Linked DNA regions of Pan troglodytes: regions 1 and 2 are each linked to region 3. Evidence: chromatin contacts called from public Hi-C and HiChIP or PLAC-seq data. All regions are on one chromosome and are shown on one strand. Each heading gives the region's core, a stretch centred on a gene start, on an enhancer-like site or on the middle of the called end of the contact. The rest is flanking DNA. Distances are from core to core; before and after follow the strand shown.

What was found. Hi-C and Micro-C count contacts between places; a contact is called where the count stands out from the background. HiChIP or PLAC-seq counts read pairs in DNA pulled down with a chosen protein or histone mark.
Region 1: a Hi-C map of induced pluripotent stem cells shows a contact between it and region 3, with 3 times the contacts expected there. The contact joins the promoter of TRIM56 here to the promoter of ACHE in region 3. A contact is called at or near these places in 2 of 7 Hi-C or Micro-C datasets (induced pluripotent stem cells and stem cell-derived neural progenitor cells) and 1 of 1 datasets of contacts at active chromatin or transcription factors (stem cell-derived excitatory neurons).
Region 2: a contact with region 3 is called in an H3K4me3 HiChIP or PLAC-seq map of stem cell-derived excitatory neurons, with 3 times the contacts expected there. The contact joins the promoter of SERPINE1 here to the promoter of ACHE in region 3. A contact is called at or near these places in 1 of 7 Hi-C or Micro-C datasets (stem cell-derived neural progenitor cells) and 1 of 1 datasets of contacts at active chromatin or transcription factors (stem cell-derived excitatory neurons).

Annotation. Positions count from the first base shown.
Region 1 is chr6:110,632,122-110,636,291 of NHGRI_mPanTro3-v2.0_pri, reverse strand. It overlaps TRIM56 (tripartite motif containing 56), which reads right to left and starts at 1,971. Exons shown (of 3, transcript XM_016957912.4): 1 at 1,816-1,971; 2 at 225-378; 3 at 1-81. The coding sequence starts at 80.
Region 2 is chr6:110,673,022-110,677,608 of NHGRI_mPanTro3-v2.0_pri, reverse strand. It overlaps SERPINE1 (serpin family E member 1), which reads right to left and starts at 2,581. Exons shown (of 10, transcript XM_527841.7): 1 at 2,482-2,581; 2 at 1,543-1,706; 3 at 119-390. The coding sequence starts at 2,484.
Region 3 is chr6:110,357,343-110,361,718 of NHGRI_mPanTro3-v2.0_pri, reverse strand. It overlaps ACHE (acetylcholinesterase), which reads left to right and starts at 3,087. Exons shown (of 6, transcript XM_054656144.2): 1 at 3,087-3,535; 2 at 3,807-3,944. The coding sequence starts at 3,358.

The DNA.
Region 1 (4,170 bases), core at 722-3,221, 280 kb before region 3:
TGCTCCAGGCAGATTTTACAGGCCAGGAAGTCGCTGCTCAGGGCCTCCAGGAGGGAGGGCGAGGACCCGTGGGAAACCATGCTGCAGGCAGAGGCGTCAGGATCAGAGTTGAGAAGGCACCTTCACCAGCTCACCCTCTAGCTTCTACCGCCCGTCCTCAAGCCCCACGGATCCCCAGGGCTAGGGGCTGACCCAAATGGCCGGGAAGGAACCTGAGGTCTCACCTGAATGGCCAGGAACTTCCTTCTAGTCTTCTGAGGCCTTGGGCCACTTGCTCTTGAGCTAAGGAGCTGCCCTCCTCCTTCTCCTCCTCCTCCTCCACTTCCGTGTGTACATCCAGCAAACATAAAAATGTCAGTGCTACTTGTTGGGTCAGACCTGTGAGAAATGACAAGACCAGGAGTCCCTGGCCTTAGCTAATAATCGAATCCTCAGTGTCCCCAGTCCACAGGCCTTTTGGCAAATGTGGTGCAAGCCCTCCTGTGTGCACAGGTACTGGGGTCCTGCTGTATAGGGTGCCAGGGTGCGAGGAGCAGGCAGTAAGGACACAGACGGGGATCCCAGTGGGCAGAGATGCCTAGGTCCTGCCAGTTGGGGTAGGATCTTGCAGTAGCTTAGGGGGCTTTAATCCTCCAAGCCCCATACACCTGCCTTCTTTTTATTTTATTTTAGTTTTTAGCAATAGGGTCACCCTCTGTCACCCAGGCTGGAGTGCAGTGGTGTGATCGTAGTTCACTGCAGCCTCAAACTCCTAGACTCAAGTCTTTTGAGTAGTTGGGAGTACAGGCATGTGCCACCACGCCCAGCCTTTTTTTCTTTTTTTTTTTTTTTGAGACAGAGTCTCACTCTGTTGCCCAGGCTGGAGTGCAGTGGTGCGATCTTGGCTCACTGCCACCTCCACCTGCCAGGTTCAAGTGATTCTCCTGCCTCAGCCTCCCGAGTAGCTGTGATTACAGGTGCGCACCATCACACCCGGCTAATTTTTGTATGTTTAGTAGAAATGGAGTTTGGCCCTATTGGCCAGGCTGGTCTTGAACTCCTGACCTCAGGTGATCCGCCCTCCTCGGTCTCCCAAAGTGCTGGGATTATAGGCGTGAGCCACCATGCCCAGGGGCCCAGCCCATTTTTAAAAAATTATCACTTTTTGTAGAGATGGGGTCTTGCTATGTTGCCCAGGCTGGTCTCCAATTCCTGGCCTCAGGCTATCCTCCCGTCTCGGCCTTCCCAAAGCATTAGGATTACAGGCATGAGCCACCGCACCCGCCTGGCCTTACACCTGTCTTCTGCTAGACCTGGGGCAGCATCGCGGGTGGTGGAGGCCCCACTTTCTGCATTTAACAGTTTCTAAAGCGGATTCTGGAGTGGGCAGAAAAACGCTAGGGGAAGGGCTGGTCCCCTTCCCGCTGCTGGCTCACCCTCTGATAGACTTGGCCTTGGCTTATCTCCTGGAGTCCTGTTCTTTTAGCTTTTCCTGCTGAATGCATTCCAGAAACCTCTGGAGGGAGGGAGTCCTGAGCTCCTGGCACAGTGGCTGAGACCTACTTGTTGGGCAGACTAGGTGGAATGTCCCCTTTTCTGGAGCTGGGAGGAGACCTCAGAGAGTGGGACGGGGTCTTTCTTGCGGGGACCTGTGGCCACAGAGCGGGAGGGAGGCGAGTGCAGTTTCCCTCCTGCCCTCTCCTCCTGCCTTCCGGGTGCCTCTTCACGCCCTCCCTTTCCTTCCCTTCCTCCTCCTCCCGCGCTCTCTCTCCACTCCCCTCCCCCTACTCCCTCCGCTCGGTCCTTCCTATAGCTGTGCCGCCCCCCACCCCTTACCTAGCCAGAGCTGATCTTGACCTCTAGGATGGTGAGGGGGCCTGGGGCCTGGAGGCCGCCGTTGCTGGGTGCCTGGAAAAGAAACAAAACTGAAACTAATTGTACTTGTGGTGCAACTTCCGTCCCAGCCAGGGACACACCGACTCGCCTCGCCTCGCACAGCCTCAGGCCCCGCCTTCCTCCCCACCCGGCCCCGTCCTCTCCCTCCAAGGCCCCCACCCCGGCAGGCAGATGGCAGGCTTGGGCTGGAGTCCACCAGCCAGGTCGGCCTGTCAGTCCAGCCTCAGGGCTAAGTGTGTGTATGTCACAAACAGGGAACTACCTGAGGGCGGGTTCTCTGAGTAGAGGGTGGAGGGTCACAGGGTTTATTTGTGGGAAGAAATGAGAGCTCATCTGTGATTCAGAGACCAGGGTAACTAGACACATGGCCTCAGGCCGGGTCTGCAGATTTGCTAACACCTCAGGCAGGCAGGTGCCTGCAAAGCTTCAAGAGAGGCCTTTCATTCCATAAACCGTTCCTGAGCTGTAGGAGAGGCTGTGGGGGATCAGGTAAGAAGCCTCTTGCTGAGGGAACAGCACAGGCTTCCTGGAGAAGGCATCAATGAGATGAGTTTAAAGAAGGCGGGAGGATTGCTTCAGCCCAGGAGTTCAAGACCAGCTTGGGCAATATGGTGAGACCCAGTCTCCATAAAAAATTCACTAGCCGTGCATGGTAGCGCATACCTGTAGTCCCAGATACTCAGGAGACTGAGGCAGGAGAATCACTTGAACCTGGGAGGTTGAGGCTGCAGTGAGCCATGATGGTGACACTGCACTCCAGCCTGGATGACAGAGCAAGACCCTGTCTAAAAAATAAAACAATAAGAGGGCATAGAGAGCTGGAGAACACTGAGAAGAATGTTCCTGTTCCAGGTACTGGGAGCAGCAAGGGTACATCCCCATTTAGGATGATGTGTGTGGAGAGGATACGAGAGTGTTGGCAGAGAAGCCTGCATTTTATCAAAAAAGACAAAAGAATCATTGCAGGAGATTTCCCTCAACATTTCATGAAAAAATAATTTTTATTTTGAGACGAAGCCTCGCTCTGTCGCCCAGGCTGGAGTGCAGTAGTGTGATCTTAGCTCACAGCAACCTCCGCTTCCCAGGTTCAAGCGATCCTCCTGCCTCAGCCTCCCAAGTAGCTGGGATTACGGGCACTCACCGCCATGCCCAGCTAATTTTTGTATTTTTAGTAGAGATGGGGTTTCACTATGTTGGCCAGGCTGGTCTCGAACTTCTGACCTCAAGTGATCCACCCGCCTTGGCCTCCCAAAGTGCTGGGATTACAGGCGTGAGCCACCGTGCCCAGCCCCATTTTATGAAAAATTCAAAGCACAAAGAAGTTGAAAGAATTGCGGTGAACACCCATATCTCCACCACTTCTGTTCTACAATTATCATTTTACCATAATTAATTCATGACATACCTATGCATGTTTGTACCTTTTTATCCACGTGGCGGAATTTAAGTAGGAAACTGAAGCTGTAAGAGCTCATTCTGGCAGCAGCCGAGAGGACAGAAGGGAGCCTGACCTCAGGGTCCAGGTGAAAGGTGGAGGGGCTGAGACATAGATGCCAGAGAGGTAGGTGGAAATCCAAAAGAGAGAGGGTCACAGAGGCCAAGGCAGGAAATGCTGCACTTCTAGAAGGACGAGGGGGTCAGCACTGTTGAATGCTGCCAACCAGACGGGCAACCAAGGTGAGGACAGAAAAATAGGCCGGGTGCAGTGGCTCACACCTGTAATCCCAGCACTTTGGGAGAATCACTTGAGGCCAGGAGTTCGAGACCAGCCTGGCCAACATGGCAAAACCTCGTCTCTACTAAAAAACAAAAGAAAACAAAACAAAACCTAGCCTTCCTAGCTACTCGGGAGGCTGAGGCAGGAGAACTACTTAAACCTGGGAGGCAGAGGTTGCAGCGAGCCTAGATCGCACCATTGCACTCCAGCCTGGGCAACAGAGTGAGACTCCGTCTCAAAAAATATATGTATTAGCTACCTGATGGCTCACACCTGAAGTCCCAGCTATTCAGAAGGCTGAAGCAGGAGGTTCGCTTGAGCCCAGGACTTCAAGGCTGCATGTGCCATGATCTATGCCACTGCACTCCAGCCTGGGTGACAGATCAAGACTCTCTCTACAAAAAAAAAAATAAAATTAGAATTAAATTCCCTGTTGTGAATCTCGTAAGGTCTTAATATAATGGTCAAGGAAGGCCATTATAAGGCTTCCAGCAGGGAAGTTTGGACTTTGTCCTGTAGGTATTAGAGGGAGTGGCCAGCACAGACATTTGTTTGTTTGTTTTTTGTTTGTTTGTTTG
Region 2 (4,587 bases), core at 1,332-3,831, 320 kb before region 3:
GGCCCCTGCAGCACAGCTGTATGGGGCTTGGCTCGGCTAAGCCAGAGCCAGCCTTTCCTTGGCTTCTGGTAGGTCTGTTCTGCATGCCACCCACCTCCCCTGGTGTCCCGTGGCTCACCATCAATCTTGAATCCCATAGCTGCTTGAATCTGCTGCTGGGTTTCTCCTCCTGTTGTCAGCTGGAGCATGGCCAACACCGAGGCCACCCCATAGGGTGAGAAAACCACGTTGCGGTCCTTGGAGGCCTGCGCCACCTGCTGAAACACCCTCACCCCGAAGTCTGAGGCCAGGTGGGCCACGTAGGATGGGGGATGGTGCACAGCAGACCCTTCACCAAAGACAAGGGCCAGGCCCAGGACTAGGCAGGCGAGGGCTGGAGACATCTGCATCCTAGAGCAATGGAAAGAGGGCTGGTGAAGGAATCGTTCTGGAAGACAGGCGGGAGGGGAGGGGAGCTGGCCAGCTGTGGGCCCTGCTCTTCTTGTTTCCTGCAAGCAGGTGGTAAGTGAACACTAGGGCAAGGTGCAGGAAGAGACCATGACACGTTCAGGTTCTAAGCCCATCCCACTCCGTCTCACTCAGACTGACTTATCCCCGGGCAGTGGCAGGGAGTCTTCGCCCATCTTGCCCTGTGGGAATCTTGGAATCCAGTCCATCTCCCTTCCCTCTGTGTCCCGTAAAAAAGCCTTAGAAGAAAAGCAGGTGAGAAGTCATTACCACTCTCTGCCTTTGCAGCCCAGGGGGAATTTAGCCCAGACTCAATTATCAGTTATCACAACATCTTTGATTTGCATAAGCTTTAAATTTGCTTTCTTTTCTTTTCTTTCTTTTCTTTCTTTCTTCCTCTTTCCTCTTTCTTTCTTTCTTTCTTTCTTCTTTCCTTCCTTCCTTCCTTCTTTCCTCTCTTTCTCTCTCTTTCTTCCTTCCTTTCATTCATTTTTAGAGACAGGGTCTTGCTCTGTCACCCAGGCTGGGTGTAATGGCTCAGTCTTGGCTCCCTGCAGCCTCCGCCTCCCCAGCTCAAGCAATCCTCCCACCTCAGCCTCCCAAGTAGCTGGGAATACAGGCACACCAGCACGCCCAGCTAATTTTTGTATTTTTTTGGGAGTGCAGGGTTTTGCCATGTTGCCCAGGCTGGTCTCAAACTCCTGGGCTCAAGTTATCTGCCTGCCTCAGCCTCACAAAGTGCTGGGATTACAGGCATGAGCCACAGTGCCCAGCCTTAATTCTCTTAATGCTTTCCCAGCGATTGTTTCATTCAAGTTAGCAGGCATGAGGTGGGAAATGGGTAAGTGTCTTGATGCAGAGGGACTGAGAGTGTCAAGGTTCTTGTTACTGGGTGATGGGGTTGTTGGTGACGCCTGACCATCCTCCCTGCTCTCCTGCAGTCACCCCTAGGGCAGGGTCGACCCAAGGCTGCAGGTCCGAGGAAAAGAAAATAGAGGAATAGCGGGGGATCATGGAGGGAGGAGATTCTGGGGAGGCGAGTTCTCTGCCTTAAGCCCGAAGTAAGAGGTTGGAGGGAGTTTGCTTTTCTCCTACCTGAAGTTCTCAGAGGTGCCTTGCGATTGGCGGTTTGTCCTGCTCTGGCGGCGGCTGCTGAGCTGCAGGAATTCAGCTGCTGGAGGGGGGCGTGTGGCTCTTCTTGACAGCGCTCTTGGCCCTGCAGCCAAACACAGCTGTGCTCCTCTGTGGGCCGCTGCCTCCTTTTATACCAGATGTGGGCAGGAAATAGATGAACTCATGTTCCAGCCCCACCCACTCACTGGCTCTGGGAGTCTGTCTGAACAGCCAGCGGGTCCCCCTCGACACCTCCCTCTCTGGGACTTGCTGAGGCATGTGTGTGTGTGTGTGTGTGTGCTGCTCTGTGTGTGTACGTGTGTAAGAGCATTCAGGAACAATTGAGCAAACCCCAATAGCCTTGGCCTGAGAAGCTCCCTTGACCTTTCTGCCCTCTGCCTGTGTCTGTCTCTCCCGGATGTCCTGCCAGGTTGACTGTCTGCCATGCCGGGTGACCCAAAAAGCCCAGGACCCCTAGTGTTCAGCTTGGAGAAAAACAAAAACAGCTCACGTTGCCTGCTTTTCCTTTGGAGAACCAGGTCACTGTGGAGTTATCAAAGATAACCTCCATCAAAACGTGGAAGTTTTCCCCCAGGGCTGTCCACCCGGTGCTCTGGACCACCTCCAGGAAAGAGCGCCCCTCCCTCCTCCTGGGCCCAGCCCAACAGCCACAGGGCATGCAGCCAGCCACGTGATTGTCTAGGTTTTGTCTGTCTAGGACTTGGGCCCAACAGAGGACTCTTGGTCTTTCCCTCATCCCTGCCATGTGCCCGGCCGCCTCCGATGATACACGGCTGACTCCCCCACGTGTCCAGACTCTCTCTGTGCCCCTGAGGGCTCTCTTGTGTCAACAACCTTGTCTGGCTGAGGTTGGAGGTGTGCTGGGTGGGGTGGTGGTGGCTGAACGGGACCAGGGGTTACCATGGTAAAAGCTTGGTAAGGAAACAGGAGACCAACGTGTAAGTTTCACTTCTTCGAGCTGCCCGCTAGGACTTGGGGCAGCTTGTCCTTTATCTTCTTCCTCCAGACACAGACACAAGGGGAAAAGGGATAGAAACAGAGTGTCAATTCATGGCAGGTTTGCAGGGTGTGCTTTTAGGGCAAGGGGGTGAGGGGAGGAAGAGTGACCGATAGATTCTGTGGAGCAGTGGTCCTCAACGTTTTTGGCACCAGGGACCGGTTTCATGGAAGACAATTTTTTCACAGACCAGGGTGGGATGGTTTCGGGATGATTCAAGCGCATTACATTTATTGTGTGCTTTATTTCTATTATTATTACATTGTAATATATATAATGAAATAATTCCACAATTCACCATCGTGTAGAATCAGTGGGAGCCCTGAGCTTGTTTTCCTGCAACTAGATGGTCCCATCTAGGGGTGATGGGAGACCGTGACAGATCATCAGGCATTAGATTCTCATAGGGAGCTTGCAACCTAGATCCCTCACATGAACAGTTTAGAATAGGGTTCGAGCTCCTATGAGAATCTAATGCCGCCGCTGATCTGACAGGGAGTGGCGCTCTGGTGGTAATGCGAGTGATGAGGAGTGGCTGTAACTACAGATGAAATTTCACTCACCTGCCACTCACCTCCTGTTATGCAGCCTGGTTCCTAACAGGCTATGGACCAGTACCGGCCCCCGGCCCAGAGGTTGGGGACCTCTGCTGTAGAGGGTGGAAACTGGCTAGCAGTGGGTGAGCATGTAGGGCTAGACTAGTGGATTTTGTTGTTGTTGTTGTTTTTGTTTTTTTTTTGTTTTTCTGTTTTGAGACGGAGTCTTATTTTGTTGCCCAGGCTGAGTGCAGTAGCACTATCTTGGCTCACTGCAATCTCCGCCTCCCAGGTTCAAGCGGTTCTCCTGCCTCAGCCTCCCGAGTAGCTGGGATTACAGGTGTGCACCACCACGCCCGGCTAATTTTTGTATTTTAGTAGAGACGGGGTTTCACCATGTTGGTCAGGCTGGTCTCGAACTCCTGACCTCGTGATCCGGCTGCCTCGGCCTCCCAAATGCTGGGATTACAGGCGTGAACCACCGCGCCCAGCTGGATTTGGGGTTTTGACAGGGTCAGGTGCCCTTGGCCATGTGGTCTGGATGTTGTGGATGGAAGGGTGGCCAGGGTGCTGCCCAGGGGGTCCTGTATTGGAGAGATGGCATACTTGGGGTCCACGGACTGTTGGGTTTAGTGTATGTGGTGGGGTTCAGTTGGGAGAATCCATGGCAACAGCTGATAGCAGAGTCACAGGAAGTTTCAGTGGGTGGAAGCATCGGATGTTTGTTTTGGATTTTTTCAGTAAACAGATACCAAGGGCAACCACACTGAGCAGCCCTCCTGCTTTTTAATCTGCCTTAGGCTTTGTTTTCTCACAGCTGGCAGGGAAAGAGAGGAGAACCACAGTCGGAAAGTTAGGCTCACAGACACATTAGGAGAACTCTTCCTGTGAAACTGCCTCTTGTTTATGTCTTTTTCCTTTTCTTAGTTGTGGTTTGGAGTCCCTGAGAGTGTGGTTAGTGGTGAGGAAGAAGCAACTGCCCTGACCTCTTGGAAGAAGACAAGTCCAGCCCCAAACCCATCTCTTTTTTTTTTTTTTTTTTGGAGACAGGGTCTCACTCTGTCACCAAGGCTGGAGTGCGGTCATGTGATCATAGCTCACTGCAGACTTGAACTCCTGGGCTCAAGCAAGTATCGGGGACTACAGGCAAGCACCACCACGCCCAGCTAATTATTATTTTTTCTTATAGAGACAGAGTCTTGCTATGTTGACCAGGCTGGTCTCGAATTCCTGGGCTGGAACAATCCTCTCACCTTTGCCTCCCAAAGTGTATAAGCCAACATGCCCAGTCCCGAACTTATCTCTTGTCCTCAAAAGTACCCCAAGACAGGGCATGGTGGCTCACACCTGTAATCCTAGCACTTCGGGAGGCCAAGGCAGGTGGATCACTTGAGGCCAGGAGTTCAAGACCAGCCCGGCCAATATGATGAAACCCCATCTCTACTAAAAATATAAAAATCAGCTAGGCATGGT
Region 3 (4,376 bases), core at 1,838-4,337:
GGAGGAAAGTCCTTTGTGTGGCCTCAGGCTCCCAATTCTGCCAGGTTACAATCTCGCTTAATGGGGGGTTGGGCAAAGGCTCATCATTAAAGGAAGAGTTCGGCCGGATATGGTTGCTCAGGCCTGTAATCCCAGCACTTTGGGAGGCTGAGGCAGGTGGATCACTTAAGGCCAGGAGTTTGAGACCAGCCTGGCCAACATGGTGAAACCTCATCTCTACTAAAAATACAAAAAATTAACCAGGCATGGTGGTGCGCACCTGTAATCCCAGCTACTCAGGAGGCTGAGGCGGGAGAATCACTTGAACCTGGGAAGTGGAGGTTGCAGTGAGCCGAGTGCCACTGCACTCCAGCCTGGGGCGACAGAGTGAGACTCTGTCAAATAAATAAATAAATAGGAGATACTGTTCTTCAGCCCCTCCTCCTTCCTGCTGGCTGGAATGTAGATGTGATGGCTGATGTTCCAGCAGCCATTCTATGCCATGTGGTGGAAGTCACATGCTGAAGATGGTGCAGTAACAAGATACTGTGCAAGGAGCAACGGGGTTCCGTGTAAAGAAGCCTGGACCCTGACATTGAGGGCACCATGCCAACCCTGCAAGACTCATTTCTAGGTCTCTCTTTTTTTTTTTTTAAGACAGAGTCTCCCTCTGTCACCCAAGCTGGAGTGCAGTGGCGAGATCTTGGCCCACTGCAATCTCCGCCTCCCAGGTTCAAGCAATTCTTGTGCCTCAGCCTCCCAAGTAGCTAGGAGTACATGCACACACCACCACACCAAGCTAATTTTTGTATTTTTAGTACAGACAAGGTTTTACCATGTTGCCCAGGCTGGTCTCAAACTCCTGGCCTCAAGTGATCCTCCTGCCTCAGCCTCCCAAGTAGCTAGAACTATAAGTATGCACCACCACACCCAGCTAATTATTTTTATTTTTTGTAGAGACAGGGTCTCACCACATTGGCCATGCTGGCCTCATACTCCTGGCCTCAAGTGATCCTCTCTCCTCGTCCTCCCAAAGTTCTGGGATGACAGTCACTGCACCTGGCCCAAGAAATACATTTCTATTATTATTTTTTTTTTTTTGAGTCAGAGTTTCGCTCTTGTTGCCCAGGCTGGAGTACAATGGCATGATTTCCGCTCACTGCACCCTCCACCTCCTGGGTTCAAGCGATTCTCCTGCCTCAGCCTCCTGAGTAGCTGGGATTACAAGCATGGGCCACCATGCCCAGCTAATTTTTTTGTATTTTTAGTAGAGACAGGGTTTCTCCATGTTGGTCAGGCTGGTCTTGAACTCCCAACCTCAGGTGATCTGCCTGCCTCAGCCTCCCAAAATACTGGGATTACAACAGGCATGAGCCACCACGCCTGGCCTCTATTATATCTTGTTAAAGCCATTATTTGGTTTTTGGTCTCATACAGCTGAACTGAATATTAACCAATAAATAGAGGAAATAAGAATCTTTTGTGTTAGAAGATGTGGATCAAGGTCTGTAATAGAAGTGGGGTTCCCTGCCAGGCATGGCAGCTCATGCCTGTAATCCCAACACTTTGGGAGGCTGAGGCAGGAGGATCACCTGAGGTCAGGAGTTCGAGACCAGCCTGGCCAACATGGTGAAACCCCACCTCTGCTAAATATACAAAAATTAGCCAGGTGTGGTGGCAGGCGCCTCTAGTCCCAGCTACTCAGGAGGCTGGGAAAGGAGAATCCTTGAGCCCAGGAGGCAGAGGTTGCAGCGAGCTGAGATGGCATCATCTCTACACTCTAGCCTGGGCGACAGAGCGAGACTCTGTCTAAAAAAAAAAAATGGCGCTTCCTTCCAAGGTGGGAGACAGAGATAAAAGAGGGGTAGGGAAATTCTCTGAATTGGCAGAACTGGTAGTAGAAGCAAGGCTCATTCCTGGATAAACAGAAATGGTGAGAGAAGAAATGGGAAAAATCAAGGACATCCCTGCAGTGACAGCTGTGGAGGGTGGGGAGTTTACTATGCTAGACTATGTAGGGAAACGCCTCCTGGCTTGACAGGTTAGGTGCCTGTGTTGACAACGGTTGCTGAGAGCTCAAGGTGAAAAGAGGGATAGTTCCAGGAAATGATAACCCTGGTGATAAACTATCCCTGCCCTCCCTATCTTCATTGTACAGGCCTAGAAACTCGTGACGACAGAGGTTAGGTGACACCTGCGTGGCACAGTTCGTCTGGAGGGTGACAGGGGCAAGCCTTCATCACTAGCAGGGCCAAAAATCCCTAAAGCCTCAGGACTGGGGCAGGCCTCAGAGCACTCGTTCACAGTTTGTTTCCATCATTTTATTTTTTTGCGGAGAAGGGAGTCTCGCTATGTTGCCCAGGCTAGTCTCCAACTCCTGGACTGAAGCGATCCTCCTGCCTCGGCCTCCCAGAGTGCTGGGATTACAGGCACCGCGCTAGGGGCCACACGCGGCCCCATCATTTTAATAATTCATAATTACCACGCTTAGAAACCTGCCTCAGATCCATTCCCCCCGCAGCAACACCCACCATCCACCCTCCTGTCCCCTCCCCCATGCACAGCCCTTACATCTGCTCTTCAGGGATCTCAACTAGGGCACATGGTCTGGCCAGTGAGGAGCCTTCAACTAGTGCGGCCAGAACGCTGAAGGCCGGATACAAGGAGCCTCGGTGTCCAGGCAGGGGATTTGGGGTTGCCTGAGATTGGGGCGGGGAAAGCCGGAGACAGTGGGCACAGATGGCAAGGGGTTCACCTCCCCAACACCCCCAACCCAGCCCAGTCTCCGAGGCCCGAGTGGCTGCTTTTTGCGCCACCTGGCGGCCGTCTCCAGCGAGCAGAGCGCGGGTGACCGTGCCTGCGGGACCCGGTTCCCGTGGGGCGAGCGGGCGTGGGGCCCGCCCAGCTTGGAAAGCCGGGAACCGCGCGGCCCAGGGACTGGCAAGACTCCGGATTCAACCCCTGCGAGGCCCCGCGACCCGGTGCCCGCGGTCCCTGGCGGCGGCGCCCGCGTGCCCGAGGCGCTGCGGGGCGCTGCGGGGCGCGCGGCGGTCAGAGCGAGCGTGTGCGCACGCGCCCACCCCACGCCGCGCCCCGCACCGCCGCGCGCGCGCACGCACGCCCCGACGCTGGCCTGCGCCGGCCGCTCTCCCACGCGGGGTCTCGGGGGCTCCCGAGCCGGCCGCCTCCAGGAAGCAGGCGCCGCGCGGTATTGCCGCATGCACCTCGGTCGTGGGGACCCCGCTGCAGCAGCCCTGTCCACACGGGTGAACTCCTGGAGGGCGGGGCGGGGGGCAATCTGCGCGGGTCAGGCCCCTCGGAGCAGGCTGGGGGCGCCTGAGCCAGGCCGCTCCCACCTGCCAGCCGCGCGGCCAATGAATGCTAGGCCTGGTGATGTCATGCCCCGACCGGACCCTGGTGACGAAAGTCCGAAGTCACCCGTCAGGGAACCAGCACAGACCCACCCGCGGGGGTTCCAGAAGTTTCCACTGCCGCCGCGGAGTGCGGCCTCGCCCAGCAGCCTTGCGCGTGCTACCACGCTGTCCTGCCTTCTCAGGTGTCCTGAGTCACCCCTTCCTCCCCCAGGGGTCTCCTGTCTCCATAACCTCCCACCTCATTTCCACTAGCGATCCCATTTTACATCTCCATTCCCACAGGTGTCCTTTCATCCCCAGGAGTGTCCCACGTCACCTTTTCTGCACCCGTGCCACCTGGACCCCTAAGGGGACGGTCCTCTGCCACACTCCCACATGCCTCTCCTCCCATGCCACCCGTCTGTGTCGTGGCCGGGGATGCATGACCCCTTGGCCTTGCGCTAACTGCACCAGCCTCAAGCGAGACCGACAGGGTGTCCAAGTGTGTCCGTCCGTCTGTGAAAGTCGTCCCTGCGATTGTCTGTGCCTGTCACTGCATGAGGTCGTCCGTCTGCGCGTGTCTGTCTCCACGGGCTTCTGTCCGTCTGTCACGTGGGTGTCTACTCCGCCGCTGCAGGTCTTTGGGTCGCGTCTGTCACTGCGCGTCTGTCGTCGGTCGGCGTCTGGCACTGGAGTGCGTCTGGGCCCCGGGGTCTCCGGGTCTCGGCTCCAAGGGAGGGAGAGAGAGGGGAGGTGGCCACCCGGGGGAGCGGGGAGGGGCGGGGGCGGAGACAGTGGGCGGGGGCGAGCGGGGGCGCTGTGAGGCCCGGAGGGGGTGTGTGCGGGGGGCCGGAGGCGGCGGCTGTCAGAGTCGGCTCAGCCTGCGCCGGGGAACATCGGCCGCCTCCAGCTCCCGGCGCGGCCCGGCCCGGCCCGGCTCGGCCGCCTCAGGTGAGTCTCCCTCCCCGCCCGGGACTCTCCTTAAGGCCCGCGTCCGGGGCACCGTGCGCTCCCCGAGGGGTCCAGGCCCCCCTAACGGGACGG